Linked DNA regions of Sus scrofa: region 1 is linked to region 2. Evidence: chromatin contacts called from public HiChIP or PLAC-seq data. All regions are on one chromosome and are shown on one strand. Each heading gives the region's core, a stretch centred on a gene start, on an enhancer-like site or on the middle of the called end of the contact. The rest is flanking DNA. Distances are from core to core; before and after follow the strand shown.

Region 1 (6,803 bases), core at 846-3,345, 100 kb before region 2:
GCGAAGGGAGGAGTCAGAAATGATGCGGAGGGGTTCCCGTTGTTACCCAGCACGTTAAGAACCTCACTAGTATCCATGAGGATCCAGGTTGGATCGCCGGCCTCGTTCAGTGGGTTAAGGATCCAGCGTTGTCGTGAGCTGTGGTGTCGGTCACAGAGGCAGCTCGGATCTGGCACTGCTGTGGCTGTGGCGTAGACCGTCAGCTTCACCTCCCATTTGACTCCTAGTCTGGGAACATCCATATGCCGAGGGTGTGGCTCTAAAAAGATAAAAGGAAACAAAAAAAAAAAAAAATAAAAAGAAAGAAAGAAAGAAATGATACTGAGATTTCTGCCCTGAGCCTTTAGATGGAGAGAAAACTATTGGAAGGAAGCTTCCAATAGGCAACTCCCAATTCCACTTCTTGAAAAGGGGGTGGGCTATCCAAGAAAAAACGAAGAGGGAACTTGGGAAATGTGTCCAACCCTCCATCCCTTGTATGGAGAGATGGGCCAGGAAGCACCAGCCAGCTGTGGGACCCTCTGTGCCTGCATTGCCTCTGTTGGGATGGATCCACAGGGGTGAGGAGCAGCTTCTGTGAGGACAGGAGATTCCAGGCCAGCAGGGGAAGCAGGGACCCTTGAAGGGCACACATGGCTTGAGTGGTGGTTGAGAAAATATTCAGGAAAACTGGCCTCTGTGTAGCTGTTTCACCAAACACAGGGAAGAAGCCACAAAGAGCAATGGGGCTGCTCTGGACCCAGCTCTTTGGAGGCTGCTGTGCACTCCAGGTTAGGGTGGTAAAGTTTTCCTCTTTCTAAGGAACCACCCCCCCATAGGAATAATGTTAATGACCAAAATTCCACACACGCATGAGGTGGGGGGGGCAGCTACTTGGTGGGGGGTGGGGGGAGGCTGTGGGAACCTTCTAGCAGAGCCTTGCGAATTAGCCCACAAAGTAGCCCCTTCTGAACATGGGCAGTTTTTTTGAAAACAGTGTAGCTGATGGGGGTGTAGGACACCCAGATGTAAGAAACAGCACATTTCTTTGTTTCTATAAATAACATCTGTTCGCTCAGGGTCCCACCCCTTGGTGAGCAGAATGTTCCACTTCAGGCCCGGTTCTGGTGCTGGCTCGCGTCACATCTCCCTCCTTCACACTCACACACACACACAGAGGAGGCCGCAAAGACCCCGGGAACTCAGGATGCAAGAAAGCCAGGGTGGGGACACGTCAGTCCAAGAGAGGGACATGAATGAACTCTCATTGGGGTGGGATCCAGGGGCAGTGGAAACCACGAAGCCTCTAGAGCAATCAGGTGTGAGTGAGATAGATTTCTGCAAAGGATGCGTTGAGTGATGTGGTGAGAAGTAGCACCGGTCCAGGCCTTTTCAGGCTGCAGAAGAGCTTGCCCCAGAGAGAAGCAGTTGATGTGGGCCCCCTAATCCACAGGCACCCACCATGGGTCACACTCAGGGGGAGGAGGGACCCCCAAGCGCCCCCCCCCCCCCCCCCCCCCCCCCCCCGCACTCACCTCCTACCCAGGGCTCAGGATGCTGGCCTCTTATAAATGCTCCTTCCTGAACATTCCTCCTGGACCTCATTGCTCTGGTCTCACCTTCAGACCCCAGCTTCCTATCTCATTCCAATTCTCCACTTGACCCCACGAACTAGATGTTTAGGCTCTTCTTGGCTCGCTGGCCACCCTTGTTCCGGATTCAAGCATTAGGTCGCTCCTTCCTCACACTGATGCCGCAGGACCTTCCCGCGGACTCCCTTTCTCTGCTGGCTCCGGAAATCATGGCCTGGGATAAAGGCATATCTATGCTCTCTAAAGCCAAGGTTTAATAGTTATCTTGGCCCTGGAATCCTTATTTTGCCAAGCTCCAGCTCATGCTTGCCGTGACACCTCTGCATGTCGAGGTCTTTCTGTGGTCTGGATGCACGCTGCCCTTTTACTGGCTTATGGTTGGTAGCATCGCCAACAATTACAAATCCTTCTTACTCAAACGAGGGAACGAGTAGGGGCTATTCCGGCTCTGGGCTCTTCAGTCCCCTGGATCCTGTGTGCCCACTCTTAACGGAGAACCCTCCTGCCCCCTATGGCTAACAGTGCCCTCTAGTGGCAGTGATGCAACTACAGCTGAGGCATGGATAATGACAGCAAACTTTTTTTTTTGGTGTTTGTATGCGCTGTTTTGTGTATTTTACATATATTAGTAATTTAATATTCACATCCACCTGTCGAGAGTGGCATTATTATTCTCCTATTTTGTAGATAAGGAAATAGGTGCAGAGAGATGAAATAACTTGCCCAAGGTCACAAAGCTACGCAGGAACCAGGCTCTGAGCCCAGGACGACAGATTCCAAGGTTGATGATTTAACCGCTACACTACACAGCTCACAAAACAAAAGAAAAGCACCCACTCCACTAAAATCCTCAAATGCACCTTCCCCTCCCGCAGAAATTCCTTTCTCAGGCTTCATTTCTCTGGGCTGCTAGATCCTATAAAAAAAGAAACAAGGCTCATAGCTCAGCTGCCCGCCCAGACCATAAGCCAGAACCCCTCAAAACACCAAGGGACCACCACAGAGCTCAGAAGCCCGAAGAGACATCCAAGGTCCAGCCAAGGCTCCCTGTGTTCACACGAGAGGTAATTTTAGACTCTCTCTATTCCCTTCCCAAGACGGGTCCTGTGGGCTCAGCTCCCAGTAAGAGGAACGTGAAGGGTCTATGAGATGCTCCCATTCACCCGCGTGTTGGGAAGCGGGTGATACCAGTCATTTGAGGACGGAGCGCCTGACAGTCTCGTGGGTGTTGTCCTCACTCTTGACTTTCCTTTCACTTTTTCTGCCTGTATTGCTTGGAGCCCTGCAAAGCTTCATTCTGCCTCATAGCCCCATGACAGGAGTTCTGGGAAAACACAGCCAACACTTAGGGATGTCAAACCAAGGAGGTATGAAGTCACATTCAAAGAAGCAGAGTCCACATGCTAAAAGTATTTTTTAAAACAAACCCGATCTTTAACTTGCTTCTCTTCTGTATTAGGAGGGATTTCAAGATGATGTTGGGGGAGAGTCTTTAAAAGTAAGACTGTCGGAGTTCCCGTAGTGGCTCAGTGGTAACAAACCTGACTAGTAAACATGAGGACGTGGGTTCGATCCCGATCCCTGGCCTCACCAGTGGGTTCTGGATCTGGCATCGCTGTGAGCTGTGGTGTTAAGTCACAGACACGGCTTGGGTCATCGGTTGCTGTGGCTGTGACATAGGCCAGCAGCTATAGCTCCAGGTCTACCCCTAACCCTGGAACTTCCATGTGTTTCGAGTGCAGCCCTAAAAAGCAATAAATAATAAATGTAAGACTGTGAAAAGATAGAAAACAAACTTATGGTTACCAAAGGGAATAGTGGAGGGAGGAGGGGAGAGAGAGATAAATTAGAAGTTCAGAAGCAACGTATACACACTACTATATATAAAATAGCTAAACAGGAGTTCCTGTTGCGGTGCAGCGGAATCAAATCCGACTAGGAACCATGAGGTTTCAGATTCGATCCCTGGCCTTGCTCAGTGGGTTGAGAATCCGGCTTTGCCATGAGCTGTGGTGTAGGTTGCAGACGTGGCTCGGATCCTGAGTTGCTGTGGCTCTGGCGTAGGCCGGTGGCTACAGCTCCCATTCAACCCCTAGCCTGGGAACTTCCATATGCTGCAGGTGCAGCCCTAAAAAAGACAAAGAAAAAGACAAAAATAAAATAAAATACGTAAACAGGGACCTACTATATAGCACAGGGAACTATACGCAATATCTTATAACAACCTATAATGAAAAAGAATCTGAAAAAGAATATGTATTTACATATATGTATATAAAAACTGAATCACTTTGCTCTACACTTGAAACTAACACAATACTGTAAATTAATTATACTTCCACTTTTAAAAAGCCATACTATGCACCTAGAGATGATCATACTAAGTGAATTAAGTCAGAAGGAGAAAGACAAACACTATATGATATCATTTATATGTGGAATCTAAAATATGGAACAACTTATCCCAAAACAGACATATGGACATAGAAAACAGACTCATGGTTGCCAGGGGGGAGAAGTGGGATGGACTGGAGTTTGGGGTTAGTAGATGCAAATGATTATATTGAGAATGGATAAGCAATGAGGTCCTACTGTAGAGCATAGGGAAGTATATTCAATCTCCTGGGATAGACCATAACAGAAAATACTATTTTTTAATATGCAAAAAAAAAAAAAACCACACATACTTTAAAAAAGCAAGATTGCCAAAAGAACAGTCCACGGAACTTAGAGACAAATTCTCCTTAAGAATCTTCTCCTCTTGGGGTTCCTGTCGTGGCACAGAGGAAACGAATCTGAGTAGGAACCATGAGGTTGCAGGTTCGATCCCTGGCCTTGCTCAAGTGGGTTAAGGTAGTGGTTGACAGCAAAATGAGGTTTACTAGAGAGTTTTGTCCTTCCCCAAAGGAAAATCCAGGGTTCTTCACAGGAAGAGCAAAGCAGGGACACAGTATTAGAGTCCATGTTTCTTACTGCGGAGGCCTTAAAACACGAAAGAATCCCACAAGGAAATATCAGAGCTTCTCTAATTTAGTGGTTCCCAGCCTAGCACGTGGAGCTATTTGAATCAAATCTAAGGCACCCTGAAGATAAAATACAGCATCGTTTTATGTACCACTGAGAAAGAACAAGCACTGTCAGTTAAACCAAATGCTCCATGTATTGTAAGATGCATTGGATTTTAGAGATGTTAGGAGATGAAAAAGAATTTCTGTCCCAGAAGCAATGGAATCTGGTGCTGGGGCGCTGTTAGGGTGAAGCGGCTTGCTCCTCGAGGAGGGCTTAGGGAGTGTCTGACACACCATAGGCACTCGATTGATGCCGTGAACTGTAGTTGCTGAACTATCTTGGCTATGCATATATTTAAGATTTAATCCTAGAGGATGTAGGAGGCTGTATTCAGAGAGAATAATTCACTTTCTCGTGGCAAAATGGAGAAGTACAGTGGAGCTGGTGAGTTGGAGGGTCATGAGGAGACTGCGTGAGGGTAGACCAGAAAGCTGGGCTGCAGGGGCTGGCGGGAGGGTGGGGGTGCCCACACTCTGTTCATGCCTGAGGGAGGACCTGTAAGTCTGGCCACCATCTAAAACCAGGCTAGAAAATGGGAGCCCTTCTATCGAAAGCCAACTCGCAGCAACGAAAGCCTGGGCAAGAAGGTTTAAGAAACTTGTTTTGGAGTTCCCGTTGTGGCTCAGTAGTAATGAACCTGACTAGAATCCATGAGGACATGGGTTTGATCCCTGCCTTCAGTCAGTGGGTTAAGGATCTGGCATTGCCATGAACTGTGGTGTAGGCTGGCAGCTGAAATGCCGATGCAACCCCTAGCCTGGGAACTTTCATATGCCAAGGGTGCAGCCCTACATAGCCAAAAGAAGAAGAAGAAGAAGAAGAAGAAGAAGAAAAGGAAACTTGTTTTATTACCTTAGGAGTTCCCGTCGTGGCGCAGTGGTTAACGAATCCAACTAGGAACCATGAGGTTGCGGGTTCGGTCCCTGCCCTTGCTCAGTGGGTTAACGATCCGGCGTTGCCGTGAGCTGTGGTGTAGGTTGCAGACGCGGCTCGGATCCCGCGTTGCTGTGGCTCTGGCGTAGGCCGGTGGCTACAGCTCCGATTCAACCCCTAGCCTGGGAACCTCCATATGCCGTGGGAGCGGCCCAAGAAATAGCAACAACAACAACAACAACAAAAGACAAAAAGACAAAGGCAAAAAAAAAAAAAAAAAAAAAAAAAATGAGGGTATGAACTAATTATAAGCCTGCTAGGAATGGTTCCCTCCCCATCCAAGGGAGAGTAATTGCATTCTTTCTTTCTTTCCCTTTTTTTGGCTGCAACCTCAACATGGAAGTTGAGGAATCAAATCGAAGCCACAGCTGTGACCTATGCCACAGCTGCCACAACATGTGATCCTTAGCCCACTGTGCCGGGCCAGGGGTGGAACCTGAGCAGCCACAGAAACAACACTGGATTCATATCCTGCTGTGCCACAGCTTCTGCTCCACTAGTTGCATTCTTGCGGCTGCAATGATGGGATGATGGAGTGATCCTACCCCCAGGAAAGGGAAAGTCCGGCTGCCCCATGACCCCCTCCCCCAAATTCTGTGTGGGACCAACATCCCTTCTGATTTCACAAGTATCGTCAGCGAGGACCTACTATTCAAAGTAAGGAGTTGGGGTGTTCCCGTCGTGGTGCAGCAGAAACGAATCCGACTAGGAAACATGAGGTTGCGGGTTCAATCCCTAGCCTTGCTCAGTGGGTTAAGGATCGTTGTTGTGAGTTGTGGCTTGGATCTAGTGTTGCTGGGAACTTCCATATGCTGTGGGTGCAGCCCTGAAAAGCAAAATAAATATAAAATAAAATAAAATAGTAAAGTAAAATAAAAAACCAACAAACAAAAAAACAAAGTAAGGAGTTGGAACCTCAAGACTTTCATGAAGAGTGGATGCCCTCAGTCAGAGCAAGGGGTAGCGGGGGGCACGAGCAGGTGACAGCATGTTAGACCACTCCACTTTCCATTCCTCAGAAACCCACATTAGAGGAAGAGCCAAGGTCCTGCATCTGTTGGAAAGCCTGTTCAGGGTGGGGACACAGGGACAGAGTTCAGCTTCAGGGCAGCTCCGTGTTGGGCAGGGAGCTCTCATGGCTGGAGCCAGGGCGGTCGGAGAGAAGGGCTGTGGCTCCTGGTTCTCTCCAGCACCTGGCCGTGAAGTTTCCCAGCAGCCAAAGCTCAGCAA
Region 2 (6,780 bases), core at 2,020-4,519:
AACATCCATTCTCTGCTAGAAGCAAGGGACAAAGGGAATTATGGAGGCTACCATCCGAGAAAACTGTGAAGAGTAAAGAAGAAAGCAATGAAGTGGAACTTGTTCTGCAAAATATTAAATGTATTATAAACTGACAACAACTGAAAAAGGCAGGTACGCGCACAGGAGAGGCAAAGCAATGGTAGAAGCTGGACAATCAAGAAAGAGATCAAGTGAATAAATGAGAATACAGTGTGTGACACGGACCGTCTTTCCAAAGGTGATGGGGAAACTGGCTTTATCCTGGGGGAGGGGGATACCACGTAAATTTAGCCTCATTCCAGGCATCTAAACAAATTCCAAATGGGCCTAAGCTTAAATGAGAAAAGCTAAACCATTAAGCATTAGAAAATAACAGAGAATTGATATTAAATACTGAAAATAATAAGAACTGATCTGCTTTCAGTCTGGGGAAGGCTTTTCTTGGCATGACCAGGGGCAGAGGCCATAAAAGAATCAATAGAATTGATTACATGAAAACCTAAAATGTCTAAATGTCAAAAAGAATATCGAGGAATTCCTGCTGTGGTATAGTGGACCCAGCAGCATCTCGGGAGCACAGGGATGTAGGTTCGATCACCAGCCTGGCACAGTGGGTCAAGGATCCTGCATTGCTACAGTTTCAGCTCGGGTCACAACTGTGGCTTGAGTCATGACCGTGGCTTGGATCTGATCCCTGGCCCAGGAACTCCATATGCCTTGGGGTGGCCAAAAACAAAGAAAAAAAAAAGAAGAAAAAAAAAGGAATATTGAAAAGAAAATTAAATAGTAGATAACCTCAGGGGTGTGTGTATTATGTCTATCAAAAAGATTCATATCCATTAATGTAGCCAAACTATTAAAATTGATGAGAAGGAGGTAACAGAAGCTCAAATGTGTTAAAAATTCCTCTAAAACCCATTAAAATGAACAAAAAGGACCACAAGTAGAAGAGAATTGTATTGAAACCAAATCTAAACAGAGGCCATGACCTCATGCTATGACCTTCAAGTAAATGCAAGGGCCTAACACGATTAAATACATAAAAATAAAGACACCCTAATGGTTCTTTTCTAATCTCGGGCACCTCCCCAGATAGACCATGCCTCCCCCACCCCCATTTAAGGCAGGATAAATTGAAAATGATGCCAGTGGAGGAGTTCCTGTTGTGGCTCAGATGTTAACGAAGCCGACTAGAATTCAGGAGGATGCAGGTTCAATCCCTGGCCTTGCTCAGTGGGTCAGGGATCCAGCATTGCCATGAACTTTAGCGTAGGTCGCAGACACCACTCGGATCTTGAGTTGCTGTGGCTGTGGTGTAGGCTGGCAGCTACAGCTGCCCCCTAGGGTGGGAACTTCCATATGCTGTGGGTATAGCCCTAAAAAGACAAAAGAGAAAGAAGGAAGAAAGGAAGGAAGGAAGGAAGGAAGAAAGAAAGAAGGAAAGAAAGAAAGAGAGAGAGAGAGAGAAAAGAAGGAAGGAAATGATAGCAATAGAGAAAATGGGGCTTACGCCATAAGTCACCAGGTAAGGCAAGGGTAGCTACATCTCCACTATCAAGGTGATGAGACTTGGCCTCCCAGGGAGGAGGAACCAGACTTTTTTTTATCTTTATCTCCCCTTCAGCCCTGAGCACCCATCTCTGTACATAACCCATCAATAGATATTTGCTGAATTAAATTGTGAAGTCACAGCATACCCTTCCCCAACTCCTACAACATGGAAACCCAGGCTTTTAGGCATCTGATATAAAGAAACTTTCCCATTCATATTTTGTTTTAACAAAAAAAAAAAAAGGTAACATTAATATAAGAAAATAACACCGCAGCCCTGTGGTGTACCACCTTGTCTCAGTGCACCCTGCAGTGGGATGCTTTCAATGAGAGGGGCAGGGAGACATCTGCTCCCCTGCCCCAACACCTGCTCCCCTTCCTGGAGGGGTTGGGGCTTGATTTGAAGCCGGAAAGTAGCTGGGAGATTTCAGGGGACGAGAGAGAGAGGCAGCCTGTGTAGGATGGAAGGACGTGTGGCTCTCTCCTAGCCTGAACTAATATTAGGTCCTCAAATGTCAAAGAACCTGTGTCCGTGAAAGATTGAGAGCATCTGGACCAAGAGGGAAGCAGCTGGGATGAAGGCCAGCCCCTCTCCGGACCTCTGGGACAGCTTCTGCCTGCTGGGAGCCAGGGGGACCAGCAGGAAAACATTGGAGACAGGATTTTCACTGAGGACACAGCAGAGCCCTGTCCTCGGATGGTCTGTGGAAGAGAGGTCCACAGCAGAAGAACTCAAGAAACCTGGTCCTGTCCCGGTCCTTCCTGAAATGGGAAAATTCCCACCTATGCTGCCAGCCCTGGCACTGAAGACAGACTGGGGAAGGAATGATTTCCTTCACTTTATTGATTTCCCTTTTTCCCTCCAGCATCCTTGGTACCAGAAGAAACCTTCAACCTCAAATAATCACCCTGTTGTGCAGAACAAGTGGTTAAGTTTTTTTGGAGGTTTCCAGGCTAGGGGTCCATTCAGAGCTGTTGCTGCCAGCCTGCAGCACAGTCACAGCAACGCCGGATCCTTAACCCACTGAGCGAGGCCAGGGATCGAACACACCACCTCATGGTCCTAGTCGGATTTGTTTCCACTGCACCACGATGGGAACTCTGAAAGTGGTTAATCTTTACCTTCATGCAGGCATGTGCCTTCTCCCCGCCCTCACCCGCCCCCACCCCATTTCCTCCTCTCTGCTTCTCTCCCAGTTTCAATGAGAAGAAAATTTTGCCTACAGGCTTTTTGACTTTGCTAGAAGAGAGCATGACCAGTGTACGACAGTGCTTCTGACCCTTTGGGTTTGTTTGTTCTTCCCCTGGACCTAAAGACAGTCCAACTGGTAGGGCTATTCTGAAGAATTCCCATCAGTGCACTGCCTTCGGGAGCACATGAGCCCTGAGTCAGAAGCACGGTAATAACATCTCCATCTCACCACCCTTCGCGCCAGCACCCTCTTCCGTTTTCACGGCAACACTTGCCTCTGTCCTTCAACATTCCAAAAACTTTCACTCTCCTCTGAGGTCAGCAATATATTTAAAGTGCTCGTTTGCATCCTGTTTCCCATCAGTAAGATTTAGTTGAATGTAAGACACTCAGGAGGGAAATTCCATTCACACTTTTTCTGGAAAATCAGCCACTGCAGATTCCAGGTCCAAATCCCTTGCCTCACATTTCTGGTAAAATTCAAAAGCTCACCGTTTGACTGAAAACAAAGCCACATCTTAGGCAGCTAGGCATACCTCCTCATATCAATATATAAGGCTCTTTTATTTGAGAGGGCTTGGGCGCTGTTCTTGTTTTGTTTGGTTGTCTACCTTTTACTAAGATCTTAACAAGTTGAATTTTCACTTTTTTTTTTTCTTTTTAGGGCAGAACCTGGGGCGTATGGAGGTTCCCAGACTATGGGTCTAATCAGAGCTGTAGCTGCCACAGCAAGGGAGATCGGAGCCACATCTAAGACTTATCATGGCAACGCTGGATCCCCAACCCACTGAGCAAGGCCAGGGATCAAACCCGAAACCTCATGGTTCCTAGTCAGATTCTTTTCCGCTGCGCCACGATGGGAACGCCCTATTTGCACACTTTTTAAAAACTGCAAATTCTTTAAGGTAGGGCAGATTTGAAAAAGAGGCAGTCAAGGTCTCAATGAATGCAAACAGCTCAACAGTGCCCCCTGGTGGCCATGAGCACAGGCACAGGGTGCTTGGGCTGCAGAGCTTTATTTAGCCTACAAAGGCAGGCAGACATAAGTGTCTCATCACTCCCTCTCCCCAGCTCAAAAAATATCAAATGCTAACGTGAGCCAGCAATGCAAGCTATCCAAACATGAGAAGGACCAAAGAGGAGGATACTGAACAGCTATTCATTTTAATAGGTCACCGTGAGAAGAAAAGCCCATTACTTCTCTTCCCAGATCCAAAGCTGGTGAATTCTTTATGGTCTAAGGTCTTTATTAACAAACCAGGGATTTCCTCAATACCAATACCATCCACTGGCCATTTTAGAGTCAGCCCTCATATTCATTCATTACAAAAAGATTTCTTTGCTGTGCTAGCAGTGTCCTTAGGTGTTAGAGGTTCAACATGGAATACAGACAAAAATCCCTGCCTTCAAAGAGCTCCTATTTTAGTAAGGGAAAAGAAAATTTAAAAGTAAATTTTATTTTATTTTATTTTTTTTGTCTTTTGTCTCCTTTTAGGGCTGCACCAAAGGCATATGGAGGTTCCAAGCCTGGGGGTCCAATCAGAGCCTCAGCTGTTGGCCTACACCACAGCCACAGCAACAACAGATCTGAGTCAAGTCTATGACCACAGCTCACGGCAATGCCAGATCCTCAACATACTAAGCAAGTCCAGGGATCGAACCCACAATGTCATGGTTCCTAGTCAGATTTGTTTCTGCTGCTCCACGAGGGGAACTCCAAAAAAAGTAAATTTTAAAATACAACTTCTAAGGAGTTCCTGTTGTGGCTCAGTGATAATGAATCTGACTAGTATCCATGAAGCTGTGGGTTCCATCCCTGGCCTGGCTCAGTAGGTTAAGAATCCAGCGTTGCCATGAGCTGTGATGTAGATTGCAGGTGTGGCTGGGATCTGGCATTGCTGTGGCTGTGGTGTAGGCCAGCAGCTGCAGCTCCAATTTGACCCCTAGCCTGGGAACCTCCATATGTTGCAGGTACAGACCTAGAAAGACCAAAAAAGGAAAAAAAAAAAAGAATTGGTGATAGAGAGAAAACAGGAATTTCAACTTTTATTTTGAATAGGAATCTGCTGTTTAGCATAAGGAACCCTACCCAATATTCTGTGACAACCTGTATCGGACAAGACTCTGAAAAAGAAAGGATATGTCTATAATTGAATCACTTTGTTATACAGCAGAAATTTGCACTGCATTATAAATCAACTACACTTCAATAAAACTTTTAAAAGTGAAAAAAATAAAATAAACTACAACTTCTACAAGTTCCCTAGGGACCTAGTGATTAAGGATCTGGCATTGCCACTGCTGTGACCCGGGTCACTGCTGTGGCATGAGTTCAATCTCTGGCCGGGGAATTCTCACCTGCCAAGGGCACAGCCAAAAATAACTAAATAAAAAAATAAAATAAAATACAAATTCTGGAAACAACTTCTATAAAGAAAGTCAAGCAGAGTAAAGGAAGTTCTTGTTGTGGCGCAGCAGAAACAAATCTGACTAGTATCCACGAGGTTGTGGGTTCGATCCCTGGCCTTGCTCAGTGGGTTGGGGGGTCCAGCGTTGCCATGAGCTGTGTTGTAGGTCACAGACACGACTCGGATCCTGCATTGCTCTGGCTGTGGCACAGGCTCCAATTTGACTTCTAGCCTGGGAACTTCCATATGCCACAGGTGTGGCCCTAAAACACCAAAAAAATAGAGAGAAAGTCAAGCAAAGTAAATGGACAGTAAGTGAGGGGGTGGAGATGGCGAGGTTATTTTTAAAAGGATGAGCAGGGAGAGGCTCTCCAGGTAATGGCATGTGAGAAGAAACCTGAGTGATTATAAAGAAACCATGTGAAGAGAGTGTCCAGGAAGAGTAAGCAGCAGATGGAAAGACTTGGATGCAAGAACAAGTTTGACCCATTTGAGAAACAGCGAGGAAGGAAGTTGCTTAGTGAGAAGGTCGGCGGGGGCAGAGGGAAATGAAGTCAGCGAGGAAAGCAGGGCCCAGTCTCCAAGTTCCATGTTCCATGGTAAGGAATGTGGATTCTATTCAAACACTAACACAAACTCCCTGGATGGTTTTGAACTGGGGATGACATGTTCGTACACACATTTTGAAAAGATCACTTTGCATTATCTTCTTAAAGTTATAGTGAAGATTACAACTTAGGGCAGTGGAGGGGGTGGGAAAAGCAATGGTGAAAGCGGGGAGAAGAGTTAGAAAGGTGAGAGGTGGCCAGCTCACATTAGGTTGCTCGTGGTAAAGGCGAAAGTGGGGAGAAGGGGTTGGATTCAGAATGTTATTTCAGAAACGAGCCAACAGGGCTTGTTGATGGACTTTCAGAATCGGGTGGGAGGAGTAGAATCAATGACGATTCCTTTTGGGTCTGAGCAATTGGTGAACAGGGATGCCAGTAACTGAGATAGAGAAACCTGGGTGGAAAATGGATTCGGGGGTGAGGGAAGAGGTGAGAAATCAAAAAGTTCTATGGGGTTTGCCTATTAGATGTTCAGTAGGATATGTTTAGGAGACAGGTGGATATATGAGAATGGAGCTCAAAGGATAGATTGGGACTAGGATACATGTATGGGAATGCTCGGCATATAGGGAATGTTTATAGCCACGAGACTAGCAGAGACCATCTAGGCAGGAAGGGTACATAATGAAAATAAAAGGAAGAGGAGTTCCTGTCTTGGCTCAGTGGAAAGGAATCTGACTAGCATCCATGAGGACGCAGGTTCGATCCCTGGCCTCACTCAGTGGGTTAAGGATTGGCATTGCCTTGAGCTGTGGTGTAGGTTGCAGACTCAGCTCAGAGCTGGCGTTGCTGTGGTTGTGGCTGAAGCCGGCGGCTACGGCTCCAATTGGGCCCCTAGCCTGGGAACCTCCGTATGCCACTGGTGTGACCCTAAAAAGACAAAAAATAAAAAGGAAAAGGAAGAGAAGAAGGCAGGGTGTCAATAAAAGTAGAAGGAACTAGTGAAAAGACTGAGACGGAGCAGCCGGCAAGGTAGAAGGGCCCAAAAGTTATGAGAAAA

Evidence for each region. HiChIP or PLAC-seq counts read pairs in DNA pulled down with a chosen protein or histone mark.
Region 1: an H3K27ac HiChIP or PLAC-seq map of alveolar macrophages shows a contact between it and region 2, with 13 times the contacts expected there. The contact joins two enhancer-like sites. A contact is called at or near these places in 1 of 5 promoter capture datasets (liver), 13 of 47 Hi-C or Micro-C datasets (alveolar macrophages, embryonic fibroblasts, fetal liver and 6 more) and 2 of 2 datasets of contacts at active chromatin or transcription factors (alveolar macrophages and skeletal muscle).

Annotation. Positions count from the first base shown.
Region 1 is chr1:252,747,941-252,754,743 of Sscrofa11.1, forward strand. No RefSeq gene overlaps it. Among named protein-coding and RNA genes, the nearest start is that of UGCG, 99 kb to the left of the region's middle. Within about 2 kb of position 2,096, at least 10 of the 83 cell types and tissues checked have an H3K27ac peak or open chromatin away from gene starts, as enhancers often do. A contact at or near this core is called in alveolar macrophages, fetal liver and retroperitoneal adipose tissue, where this site is marked.
Region 2 is chr1:252,850,697-252,857,476 of Sscrofa11.1, forward strand. All of the region lies in intron 12 of SUSD1 (sushi domain-containing protein 1), which reads right to left. Among named protein-coding and RNA genes, the nearest start is that of SUSD1, 100 kb to the right of the region's middle. Within about 2 kb of position 3,270, at least 37 of the 83 cell types and tissues checked have an H3K27ac peak or open chromatin away from gene starts, as enhancers often do. A contact at or near this core is called in alveolar macrophages, fetal liver and retroperitoneal adipose tissue, where this site is marked.